3 separate regions of the Mus musculus genome follow, and regions 1 and 3 are each linked to region 2. The links are chromatin contacts, called in public Hi-C and HiChIP or PLAC-seq maps. All regions are on one chromosome and are shown on one strand. The core of a region is the stretch at or near the end of the contact, and the rest is flanking DNA. Distances in the headings are between cores, read along the strand shown.

What was found. Hi-C and Micro-C count contacts between places; a contact is called where the count stands out from the background. HiChIP or PLAC-seq counts read pairs in DNA pulled down with a chosen protein or histone mark.
Region 1: a Hi-C map of cerebral cortex shows a contact between it and region 2, with 5 times the contacts expected there. The contact joins two enhancer-like sites. A contact is called at or near these places in 4 of 39 promoter capture datasets (the 3T3-L1 cell line, hippocampal neurons and liver), 5 of 15 datasets of contacts at CTCF or cohesin (CD8 T cells, the NIH/3T3 cell line, pro-B cells and 1 more), 150 of 484 Hi-C or Micro-C datasets (8-cell embryo, the AML12 cell line, B cells and 88 more), 14 of 115 datasets of contacts at active chromatin or transcription factors (CD8 T cells, the HPC-7 cell line, the NIH/3T3 cell line and 11 more) and 4 of 9 other capture datasets (adipose tissue, embryonic tail, liver and 1 more).
Region 3: a contact with region 2 is called in an H3K4me3 HiChIP or PLAC-seq map of embryonic forebrain, with 5 times the contacts expected there. The contact joins the promoter of Nim1k here to the enhancer-like site in region 2. A contact is called at or near these places in 5 of 39 promoter capture datasets (the C10 cell line, the SN4741 cell line, hippocampal neurons and 2 more), 3 of 484 Hi-C or Micro-C datasets (LSK cells, bone marrow-derived macrophages and embryonic stem cells), 17 of 115 datasets of contacts at active chromatin or transcription factors (astrocytes, bone marrow-derived macrophages, cardiomyocytes and 10 more) and 3 of 9 other capture datasets (adipose tissue, liver and pancreatic islet).

What each region holds. Positions count from the first base shown.
Region 1 is chr13:119,725,312-119,729,278 of GRCm38.p6, reverse strand. It overlaps Nim1k (NIM1 serine/threonine protein kinase), which reads left to right. Exons shown (of 4, transcript NM_175538.3): 2 at 756-1,699. The coding sequence starts at 1,408. Among named protein-coding and RNA genes, the nearest start is that of Gm52026, 14 kb to the left of the region's middle. Within about 2 kb of position 1,303, at least 14 of the 459 cell types and tissues checked have an H3K27ac peak or open chromatin away from gene starts, as enhancers often do. A contact at or near this core is called in cerebral cortex, where this site is marked.
Region 2 is chr13:119,646,948-119,651,300 of GRCm38.p6, reverse strand. Ccl28 (chemokine (C-C motif) ligand 28) reads right to left here. Exons shown (of 3, transcript NM_020279.3): 3 at 1-436. The coding sequence ends at 235. Among named protein-coding and RNA genes, the nearest start is that of Ccl28, 25 kb to the right of the region's middle. Within about 2 kb of position 1,815, at least 44 of the 459 cell types and tissues checked have an H3K27ac peak or open chromatin away from gene starts, as enhancers often do. A contact at or near this core is called in cerebral cortex, embryonic forebrain, forebrain and 3 more, where this site is marked.
Region 3 is chr13:119,753,448-119,757,410 of GRCm38.p6, reverse strand. Nim1k (NIM1 serine/threonine protein kinase) reads left to right here and starts at 1,529. Exons shown (of 4, transcript NM_175538.3): 1 at 1,529-1,716. Gm41077 (predicted gene, 41077) reads right to left here and starts at 2,018. Exons shown (of 2, transcript NR_168716.1): 1 at 1,151-2,018.

The DNA of each region.
Region 1 (3,967 bases), core at 54-2,553, 78 kb before region 2:
TAGTTACTGCTATGTGCCCCCCCCACCCCACCCTTTTTAAAGATTTATTTATTTTATGTATATGGTTACACCATTGCTGTCTTCAGACACACCAGAAGAGGGCATCGGATTCCATTACAAATGGTTGTGAGCCACCATGTGGTAGCTGGGAATTGAACTCAGGACCTCTGGAAGAGTAGTCAGTGCTCTTAACTGCTGAGCTATCTCTCCAGCCCTATGTGGCCCCTTTTAACCCTACGCTCTTACACCTTCATGTCCTCATATACAGAAAGAGGAGGAATGCTGGGCCTGAGCTTCTTAACCTTTTTCATAGCAACAGCATACTTAACCTATAACAACCGTGAGGCAGTTCCATTCATAACAAGAATATGATGTTTTCAAACAGACTGGAAATCTGTATTTCCAAGGCAATCTGCTAGGTTGGATTTTTGGGTTGGTTGGTTTGCCACATTTTTAGTTTGAAAAAAATGCTCAAGTTCAAAAATCAAGTTCAATATACATTTAGTGAACGCTCAATACACAGAGCCCACATTCCGTGCTCTGGAAGGGGAAGTGAGGGCAAATGTGCTTTCTTTCCTCATGGAGAAGTGATGTTACAGAAAACATTCAAACGGCCATCATAGATACATGTTGACTTCTCTGACTATTGATATGACATTTGTAGAGTGCTTTTATGAAAATGTTCATAAAGCAGTGTCACATTCTCCTGTTCATTACATTAGAACGGACTAACAACTATTCTACTCTGTCCTTAGGATGAGCTGTCATCTGCCAAATTTTCAGGACAGCTCAGGGCTTAGAAGACGGCTCATCTAAATAAAGGCCGGCTAAAGTGACATTGTGGAGAGACTTAATCCTTCTGTGGCTGCCTGTGTTAACCAAAGGCTCTTCTGGCATTCAGATTCTCAAGTCCCCGGGACCTTGCAACTTAACAGCAAGAGAAAAAACAAAAACAAAACCAGAAAAATGAAGGTCAGCGATGATCCCCCGCTGCAGGGACTCAGGGGCCTCCAAGGGGCTTTTACACTTGGGAGCACAAGACTGCCTGGTTCCACAGGGAATTGACAGAGTGGAGCCTTTGTCCCCCCCAGTGGCAGCCATCTACCACAGAGCATCAGGTTCCACCTCGGGAGGAGTTATGGTAACTGAATGTGCATCTGGTTGTACAGCTACAGCTTGGAGGTGAGGGAAGGCGAGAAGCGCCTGGAGTGAAGCCCTGCTGGGCTGTGTGGGCTCTCTCTCTCTCTCTGGTCCCTGGGTCTCCACGAGGATTCCTCGCTCTGCTCTCCCTCCCTCATGGACGCTGTGCTCCCGGAGGCCTCAACTCAAGCTTTCCTCACTCACCACCCTGCAAGCTGCCCTGACAGTGGCTCTGGGCTGAGATGGAGCCATGAGCCCGCATAGACGATGACAGCAGTGTTTGTGAATGGAGGCGGCCTGGTGAACACACATTGTGACAGGTGGGAGCGGAGGGACAGCGTGGAAAGCAGCTGTCAGACCGAGGGCGGCAAGGACAGCGAGGAGGACCAGCAGCGCCAGCTGACACCCTTCGAGAAACTGACTCAGGACATGTGCCAGGATGAGAAGGTGGTGAGGGAGATCACGCTGGGGAAACGCATTGGCTTCTATCGGATTCGAGGGGAGATCGGAAGCGGAAACTTTTCCCAGGTCAAGCTGGGGATTCACTCCCTAACCAAAGGTAGGATGGGACTAATTGGGGGTGGGTTTAGAAGGCGACTTAAGGCCACATTCGGTTTGTACTGGTGTGTCATAAACAATGGCCTGGAATTATACAGACGACCTAGACCATTAGCTCTCTAAATGATAGGTTCCAAGGTCCCCTCGAACCAACCAGACAGACTACTCCCTTTCTTGGGAAATGAAGGGCTTGCTCTCAGGGACTCTTCTCCTTTAGTCTTCTTTGTAGATGTTCCCAGTGACGCTTGAATCTTCACACTTGGCAGCTACTGGTTGCCCTGGGACTAGCCTACCCTAATTGGACCCTTTCCCAGAGTTAGCCCAGCTTAGTTAAAGCTAGGAATTGGCTTACGGGAGAAAAACACTGGCCAGTCAGCATGCTGAAACCACCATCTGAAGCTCAGGGTCCCCCTCCAGAGAGACCCTTCCTGATGTCTCCTTGACCTACCCTGTTACCACGCCCCAAAGTCCTTTCTTCTATCAGAGATAACTTTTGCTTTCAGTTTAGTCCCATGACCTTTTAATCTGTTTTACCCCTGAAGAAAACGTAACAGACCTAATATAGCACGGTGGTATGGGACTTGCCCAGCATATGCACAGCCAAATAAAAAGCATCACCCCCAACACACTGGCACATTGGTACATACACTCAGAGGTCACTGGAGCATCAAATCTTCCGCCCCGTTTGAAAGCTTCCTGGGTATCTGGGTTCACACTTCTGCGTCTCAGCTACCTTAGTCTTCTCTGTAAGTTAAAATACCTCTCCCAGTTTGCATTGGCAAATGCATCCAGTAACAGTGTTTGCCTCACTGGGTGTCCGGAGGAATGAGTAAATGATCAATCAATCAGTACTAGTTATTGACAAGATTTTTCAGGTACATCTATCTTGCCTTTGTGCAATCGAAGATAAATCGAAGTCTCCTTTTCAACAGAATTTCATTCCTCATATAAACCAAGACCAGTTCACCTGCACTCCCTGTGGACTGTGACTTCCAGCTCTGCTGTTACAGGTGATGCTCCAGAGACTTCTCATCCCCAGACTTGTTGGGATGCTAATCTCACCATTTTCTTCTTTTGAGTCAGGGTTTCTTTCCTTCAGTTGCCAAGACCAGTATTGAACTCATTCTGTAGCTCAAACATATCATGAACTCTTTATTCTCTGGCCCCAGTCTCCTAAGTACATGGAATTACAGGCCTGTGCCACCAGGCCTAATAGTTAGCATTTCATGTACATAAACTCGTGTACAGTGGTTTGTATGTGTGCCTGTGGTGCTGAGAACCAAACCCAGGGCCAAGTACATTGCAAATGAGCACTCTAAGCTACACCTCAGCCCTGGAGTGGTTTTAAATATACTCATTTTCTCTGTGAACTTTTTCTTATTTTAGTGTTTTAGAAGATTTATTTTTAGATAGGAATGGTGGCACATTCATTTAATCCTGACAATGGGGAGGCAAATGCAGGCAAGATCTCTTGAGTTTGAGACAAGCCTGGTCTACAGAGTGCCAGGTCAGCCAGGACAACACAGAGAAACCCTGTCTTGAAAAAAAAGGAAATATTTATTTTTATTTTGTTTTATGTGTATCCGTATTTATTACATGTATGTCAGTGCACCACATGTATGCCTGATCTTTACAGAGGCCAGAAAGGGGGACTGGGATCCCTTGGAACTAAAGTTACAGATGGTTGATAGCTGCCACGTGGGTGCTGGAAACAAACCTGGGACCTCTGGAAGAGCAGCCAGTGACCCCAGCCAGCTCTCTGGCCTTTTTCTTTTCCTTTAAAAATAAATTTTAACTTAGTTACTCAATAAGTCTACATATTTTTGGGATACAGAATAACATACACACATGCACACACACATATATTATGCAATGATCGTATGGGGACATTTATCACCTCAGGTGCTTGCCATTTTTCGGGTAAGCAATATTCAACACTGTCTCTACATGTATTCCTAGGCGTTGGTTCTGTTATTCAGAAGACACAGTGGAAAGTTTCAATACACAGTGTCAAACTTCAGGGGCAATTTTTAAAGCTTTATTCATAAAACTATATCTTTACTTGGTTTTGGTGCTTTTTAGTGCAACTCAGAGGTCCACCTGCCTCTGCCTCCAAGGCACTGAGATTAAAGGTGTAAGCCACTGCCGGGCATTAGACTACATCTAGACTAACAATGCAGATCTAACCGGGAGGGCTGTGACTTTTCAGTCATCTAGAACAGAATGAAAGAAAAGACAAGGAGGTGAGGGGCCAGAAGTTGAGACAGAC
Region 2 (4,353 bases), core at 566-3,065:
ACTATATTGGTTACTTGTGCACAGTTTTGTTTGTTTTGCTTTTGGTGCTGGGATTGAACCTACATGTACAACCCAAGTGCTTACATCCTTAGCTGCAGTTATTCATTAACAAAACAAAACGAAATGAAACAAGACAAAGCATTAGGTGTCAATAAGGAAGATTCAGCTGAGAAATTTATAACCAGATATGGGCCAGTTCACTTGAGGAGTTCACTGTAGGTTCACATGTCTGTTCTAACGAGAGGCTTCGTGCCTGTGTGTTCCACGTGTTCTGTGCTTTCTCGTAGTGTGCCCTTTTCTGTCCTTCCTGCTGGGTTGTTTTTTCCCAGAACATACGTTTTCTCTGCCATTCTTCTTTACCTCTGAGGCTCTCATCCACTGCTTCAAAGTACGATTGTGCGGGCTGATGCAGATTCTTCTACGTTTAACATGAAGGCTGCCAAGAAAGCGGGAAAAAACGAATCTTTACAGAAATTACAAATATAAGCCAGGTGTGGTGACACGCAACTTTAATCCCAGCACTGGGAAGGCAGAGGCAGGGGGATCTCTAGATACAGGCCACACTGGTCTACAGTGACTTCCAGGACAGCCAGGGCTACATAGAGAAATCCTGCCTGTGACAAGAAAAACAAAAGAATTACAAATACATAAAAGAACTAGTGACTTGTGAGTAGCCCCCACCTTGTGGACATTGCATTTGTAGTGACTTCAAATTGAACACCAAGAGGATAAATTCTTATTTTATAGACATTGTTTCCATTGTCTTCAGATGTCTTCGGAAAGTATTAAACTGAGGACCAGGGAAGGGTAAGTTGGATGAAGAGGAAGAGAACGGGAAAGAGAAGAGAAGGGGGAAAAAGAGAAACAAAGGGAGAAAAGAAAACCAGTAACAGACCCAGGTAAAGTCGTTCACTTCCATGTTTAAACTTCATCCAACAAAACCAGTTCACCCTCACAGTGCATCCCGGACATCCTTGTCTGGACCACTCAGCTGCTGCAGACCCTCTTTCTTCCCTGTGAGTCTGCACTCGAGTTATGCCTCCGCTGGTCCTTAATTCCCCATGCCTTTTGTTCTAGTAATTGATTTATTTCTCCCACTGAAGTGGCATTACATATTGATGGAGCAATAATCTAGATATAATTTTTGAAAAGCCCTTATGCATAGTGGGAACTAACATTACAGATATGAAGTCAGATTTGGCCAATAGAAAAATCTACTAAAATATTTTGGTGTCCAATAAAACTTAATATAATGTAGTTCTAAATTACAATTCAGAATTTGTTCCAATTTTTCTATGTGGTAGCATTCACAATTTGGGATAACTAGAAGACTCTCACTATAAAAAAAAAAAATTGAGGTGATTTTTTTAACTCGCCATTAGGTGCCAGGCAGATCTGATGAAGTGTGGCAAGTCTTGCTGTACCTACATGTATAATGTAGCTGTGTCCTGATAAATTGAAAGCCTTGAGCTCAATATTCACAAGGAGATGAAGGAAGAGGCAGGGGATAGGCTACCATTTCTCCTAAGAGAAATCATTATGAGATAATGTGTGGACTCAGCAGGGGAGGAGAATGTGGAAGAATGTGGGTGGGCTTTAGCATCCAGTCGGTGGTAGAAGACAGCATATTCTCCAAGCACTGTACGTGGAGACGGCTGCGGAACCAGTGCTGATTCTCAGCAGCCAGTTGCTTTGTTCTTGTGGGAGAAAATCTGCTGAGCTGGAAAAAAAAATGCAGCTCCTTCCCACATGCCCAAAGAAGAGAAACCCACACACAAAGAAGCCACCGGCGGCAGTAACTGCGTGGGAGTTAAAGGAACAGGCAACCATGTGGAAGCCTGTCTTCTGGACGGCCTGGTGAGGCTTCTGTTTTCGTGATTGCCACTCTTATGATGGTGCTTAGAATCCTCAGGTGTAGAACGGGCTGAACCGTTCAACAGCTGCGTTCTGTTGCCCTCTTGTTTGTGATTAAAAGATGGGGCAACACTGAGCAAAGAGGTAGCTTCCCCCACACTCCCGCAGACACCTCCAGTTTCATAATCCCTAACAGGCACCAGCGAACCTCACTGAATTTCTAGATCAGAAGCCGGGGAGACCTTCTGGTTCTTACCCAAGGTAGAGTACTCAAAAAATAGTCCCATGGGCAGGGCATGGTGGCACATGCCTTTAATCCCAGCATTTAGGAAGCAAAGGCAGGAGGATCTCTGTGAGTTCAAGGCTAGTGTGGTCCAGGACAGCCAGGGCTGTGTAGAGAGACCTTGACCCTGCTCTCCTGCTGTGTGAGTTCATTCTCTAAAATTTATTCAACAACCCCCACCCCCACCCCCACTTCCCCCAGAGCAGCAATTCAAATTTATTTCTGAGAAGTTCTAACCTCCTGAATGACTTCATTGAGGAAAACATCAACAACAACAACAATAACAACCAGATTTTTCTATCCAAGAGAGAATCTCTGTGAGGTGCAGGAAAACCTTCAACCCCAGCCAAGGATGACAGCTTCCTATTGTATTTCTGGAAGCTTCTTAATGAAGTCACTGTAGAGGGGTATAAACAAGCAAACTGCTGTCTCAGAGATCAGAAAGCACAAGGATCATTCAGAGGGTCAGAAACAAAGGATTTATTCCCAGGCGGAAAATGGAAGGGGAGTCTAGTAAGCTCATGGATGTTTGATTTCTATTAATTAATATTAATTGTAGTTTATATGATGCTTATGAGTTACATTTGTAATACAAGCAATGTTTTTGTATCTTAAACACTGGTCTCAAATCATAGAGCTTTTATATACTGTCATAGAAAAATACAACCTTTGGAGGTGCAGATATGTTCTGGAGTGAAATGATCTTAAAATAATACTTCTTATATTTGGTATTAGAAAACATAGCTGACAGGGTCTGTAATTTATCACTAAAAGATACTAACTTGAAACCAAATCACAGCTGCCTCATACTTTTCAACTTTCTTACCAGCACAGATCAATTTACAGATTTGCACTTTAATAAATTAAACATGTTTCAAAACAGTAATTGGCTCCATAGTTTCTCTTTAATTAAAAGCTGGTACTTTTAAAAAAAACTAAAGGCTAATCCTTTAATCCTGTTTCCTTATCAAAGTGAGGATAAGGTTTGACTCTGAAATGTTCCTCACAAGCTGAGGGTTTTTAAATGACTGAATGCCGACTGTGGTCCTGTCTGGTGATGCTCTGGGACATTGGGAGGTGCAGTATACGTGTTCAACTTCCACCTGACTTGGAAAATCATAGTCCAGAAACTGGTTCTGGCCACACTCTCTGCTTCCTGGTCTATGATGGTATGAAGAGCCTCTGCCACATGCAGCCTCCCACCATGTCTTGACTACTACCATGGACTGACTCGGACACTTAGAAACGATCAGCGGAATAAGCCTTTCCTCCATCACGCTGTTTCTGTTAGGTGTTTTGCTCAGAGAAGTACGAAAGTAACACGAAGGGCTTACACCATTTTTGTTCTATGCCTTCTAGATCTCTGACATTCACTAACCAGCCCCTCCCCCAAATCGAAAGCCTATGGTATTCTCTGGTATTCCCAACAAGCTGTCTGTTAAATACCCGTGGGTACTTTTTCTACTTGTCTAACTCTGCCTGAGACTTCCTTGTCAATGTTCTTAGGCCTCCTTTGGGTTGCAATGACAGATACGCATGTCACTGATGTGGGAGGACTTGAGGTGACAGTGGGAAGTTTAGTTTCCGGGAGTAGCCAGAATAGACTTGGTCAACTTAGTTCAGTAGTACAGACAACGCAAACCTCCCAACGACTCATGTTGCTGTCAACCACCTATGACTTTTTGATTTGCCAACTATTACCAATGATATTTATTAGCATTAAGTAAAATAGTGGTAGAATTTCCATTGGGTGTACTATATTAGTCTTAGAGGACTATTTAAAAGACAGATTTAGGGGAGGGTCATGGTCTCAGGGGGTTCAGTCCATGATTGATTGGCTCTAAGCATTTGGTGACGACATCAAGATAGTGGGATTATATGGTGGAAGGGAGGGATTCTTCACATTGTGATGGACAGGAAGCGGGACCTAGTAACGCACTTCCTCCCACCAGGCCCTATCTCCAGTGGGCCCCACCTTCTAGGGTTTATCAAACCTCCCAGAATAGTGGCACTAGTTGCAGATTAGTCATTTCATAATAAGCCTGCAGGAGACCTATTATTTTCAAATGATGGTACAGTGATTGTTCAAAATGTTAAGAACTTGAAGTACCCCTTAGAAGAAGCCACCTTATAGTATGTGCCCTGGACTTCCAGTCAAGATTACACTGGTTCTCAATGACTAAACTATCCACGTTGTTGCATCCAGGATAGTGTGT
Region 3 (3,963 bases), core at 280-2,779, 110 kb before region 2:
TTTGTTTGTTTATGTATTTTAAGATGGAGAATCCTGGGGCTGGTGAGATGGCTCAGTGGGTAAGAGCACCCGACTGCTCTTCCGAAGGTCCAGAGTTCAAATCCCAGCAACCACATGGTGGCTCACAACCATCTGTAATGAGATCTGATGCCCTCTTCTGGTGTGTCTGAAGATAGCTACAGTGTACTAACATGTAATAAATAAATTAAAAAAAAAAATTAAAAAAAAAAAAGAAAGCTACAGTATAAAAAAAAAAAAAAAAAAAAAAAGATGGAGAATCCTTCCTTATCAACTGACTGGGTTGGGGAAGCAGTCCTTTCCGTCCCTGGGCTTCCCTTGCACGTGATTCTGTGCATGGAGCTGTCCAAGGTTTTTGGTCTTGCTCTTTACTGTTCCTGACCCCTTTAAGGAACACGCAGGAGGCAGCAGCAAAGAAAGGTCTGAGTATGTCTGGAGTCCCAGTGCTTGGGTTCCAGTCCCAGCCCCAGCGTTCCACAGGTTGGGGACCTTAACTGAAGCCTATGTCTGTCTTTGCTTCAGTTTATTTATCTGCTAAAGCAAGGGACGGTAATATCAGAACTTCTCACATTGCTGTGAAGAGTCTTTGTAAAATTATTTAATACACTGTCTGGCAAATAGAGAAAAATAAATAAAACAGACTCTTCTAGACCCACAACTTCTGCCTCATAAAAATTTTAGATGTCGATTATCTTGATTCTTGTAGTTTTGCCCTGGCATCCAGGGATACACGCGGTGGGCGGTAAGAGAAAGTGGGCAGACTGCTCACAGAGCTGAACTTAGACTCTTAGGTCTGGCTCAGCCATTAAGCCCTCTGTGACAGGAACTGGCTTTCCCCCTCTATTAAATAAAGCATGTTAACTCCAGGAATTATCTTCTATGTTCTGTGGCATCTGTATCAAATTCCCTGCTCTACATTCAATTCAACGGCCTAGCTTCCTAGATCGTAAACTAGAAAAACATCATTTGGCACCCACCACCAGCCAGGATATCACAGCAGGGAGTAGACAAGCAATAAGAGGGCCGCGACTAGGTGGCACCCTGAGAACTAGGCCTGATGTGTATACAAGGGATGGGGCAGAGGGCGACAGAAGCACTTCTTTCTGCAGAGCTTAAAAGCCCTGCTACTCACCCGGAGGAGCTGTCGCGGTGCTTTGCTGGAAGTCTCTGCTCTGTTGGAAGGATTACAGGATAGTGTCGCGGAAGGAAGGAATGAGAGCGCGCAGGGGCTGTTCCGGCAAGGTGTTAAGTTGAGTCGCTTTCTGCTGTGTCTCTGCTTCCCATCGTCACTCTAGGCCCAAACCCCCTCCCGGAAAGTCTGCAGTGGGTGTCCCCTTGCCACACAACTACACACTCCCCTCTCTTCCGCTCCTCCCTCCTGGCTGCCATAGAAACCAGCCTGCCAGGTCCAGGCCGGCTTCCCGTCGCAGTGACCATCCAGTCTCCTTTCCCTGCTCCCCAGAGCCAACCCCCCGCTCAGGATTGGTCCTGTTCAGGACGCTGCGAAGCCCTCGGCTCTGGTGGCGGAGCCAGGCGCAGACAGGCAACGGGGTTTGCCACGGCCCTGTGGGTCAGATCTGCTGCCGTAGGAGCGACCCAGACGTCTGCGCCCCGGGACACAGGAGCTTGTGCCAGCGTCTGCCACTCTGCTCCTCGCCTGGCCGCGCATCGAGCTCCCCAGGCGGCCTCCGGACCGAGGTAAGCGGGGCTCGTCGCCAGCGCCTGGGTCACGCTAGCCTCGCCACCTCTGAGCTAGAAAGAAGCAGATCCGGGATCTCAAGGGAGAAAGGGAGACACGAATTCTGGCCCCGGTGGCGGTTGAAGTGGGGTTAGGAGAAGGTTAAGTGCTCCTGGGGACGTCCACCGAGTCCATCAGCACTCTGCAGAAGGGGACATTGACACCAAGGCGCAGGCTCCCGCCCCTGTATGAGATGCCCTGGTCTGGGCGCGTGTGTGCACCCCTCTGTGTGCACCGGGCAGTGTCACCCGTGCCTATCTGTGTCACACGTGAGCCAGAGGGCAGCCTAGCGTCTCGCATGCCCACACCGGTTCTCTGAACCACAAGAGCCAGGCGCCAGCCCAAATCCGTTAGTTTGTAACTAGGGCTGAGCACCTGTGTGACCTGGATTAGGAGCGGACTTAACTTCTCACAGCTGTGGCCCGGGGGAGGGGTGGTGGTGGCATGAACCCTCAAGGACACCATACACCAGAATCCTCCCCTAGAGAAAGGTGCTTCTTTGGGAAGATCCAACAAAGTAAGGAGGAGCCTCATTTCTCTTCCCAGGCACCTCTCTAGGATTATTATAATGGAAATAGAGGACCTGGAGATACAACCAGGAAGAGACTTCCACAGGGTCTTTAAAACTCTGCAAGCAGAACCCATGGATTCCGAAGGAGAGGCCAAGAGATTGACTGTCCCCTTTCCCTCTCTTCCTCTTCTCTTCACTCTACCTCACCCTTTCTCTCCCTTCCTTTTTCAGTTCCCCCTTCCGGAGTGTAGTAGACAAGAGTGCTCTATGTTAAACACTCCTCCCACCCCCTGCCAACACACACACACACACACACACACACACACACACACACACACACACACACACACACACACACTCCATTTCAAAATAAGGACAAATGAATCACATTCTAACTGCTGCTCGCTGTGAAATTCAGACAAGTTTGGAAACTAAACAAATCACATTTGCACTCTGGGGCCTGGGGTATCCAGAAGGGAAACAAGCAAACCCAGAGGAACAAAAATTTGTTCCAAGTTACGATTTCAAACGGGAATGTAAAACAGGTATTTGTTTATCGTAATAGGGATTTTTTAAAAAAATGTTTGAAGATCTGCATACACAGTTTGCATCATCAGCATTCAGTGTGATTCACAGAAGCACTTCAGGAGATGGTTTTTGTTAGTGTTGCAAAAGCCCTTCTAATTTTGGTTGCCATGGTAACTAAAGAAGGCGCCCTGCACTTAAAGAGGCTGCCTGGATGGAACTGTTCCTGAAGGGAACTCCTCATGTCCCCTCCCGTCGCCACAACAATAACAGAATTCATAAAGAGATTTGTTTCTTTTCCTTAAAGTAGTTAAACTCTAAGCCATGTTTTGGTGTTTTGTTTTGTTTAAGTTTTTTTCCCCCAAATTTTCAGTCTGTTCTTCAGACCTTTCCTCTCAGACAAATGAGAATAAACATAGCGCCCTTCAGCAAGTCAAATGGCCACCAGTCCTGAGGGCTCAGCTCTCTTCCCACACTCACTGAACCAACAGAGGACAGAGGAGCTGTTTGATGTTCAAGGAATCCTGGCCTGGGACTAGACTGCCCTCTCTATTTAGCGGTTAAATGTGGAATTCTAATTAGCTTTTTAATTAGGAGCTGGAGGATGTAGGTGGGGGGCCTGGCAGAGGCTACTGGAGGGAAAGCTGAGCCCAGCTCTCCCCAGATTGATGTTTGCTGGGCTGTTGAATGTGCTTAGGACAGCTCTCAAGCACTTATTTTTGGACTGACCGCTATTAGGTGGCAAACCTGGAAAAACCTTCAAGAAAGACCTTTTTCTGTTAGGGAGCAATGTGGCTGGAATTTTGGGCTGAATTGTGTGCTTTTCTTTATTTAAGCTGCATTTCAAATAAAGACAGGTCTGTAAGAGTCCAAATTTCCCAGTCAGGACTACAAATAAGTTATAGAACGCTATGCTCTCACTTGTCTCTAGGGTTTTCGTTTAGAAAGCTTAATTTGGGACAAGCCGTGGTTCCACACTCTAAACATTTTTCTCAACAAGTGTTGGTGCCTTTAAAAATATAATTCTTCAACAACCACCATTTCTCTTATTTCTAGACATCAATCCCACACATTGATGGCATATGAATGGAAATTTCAGAAGCTTCTAGGCTTACCGTATCAAAGGGGGAAACACAACGATTTTGTCTGAGTAAAGTTATGTTTTCAGCCA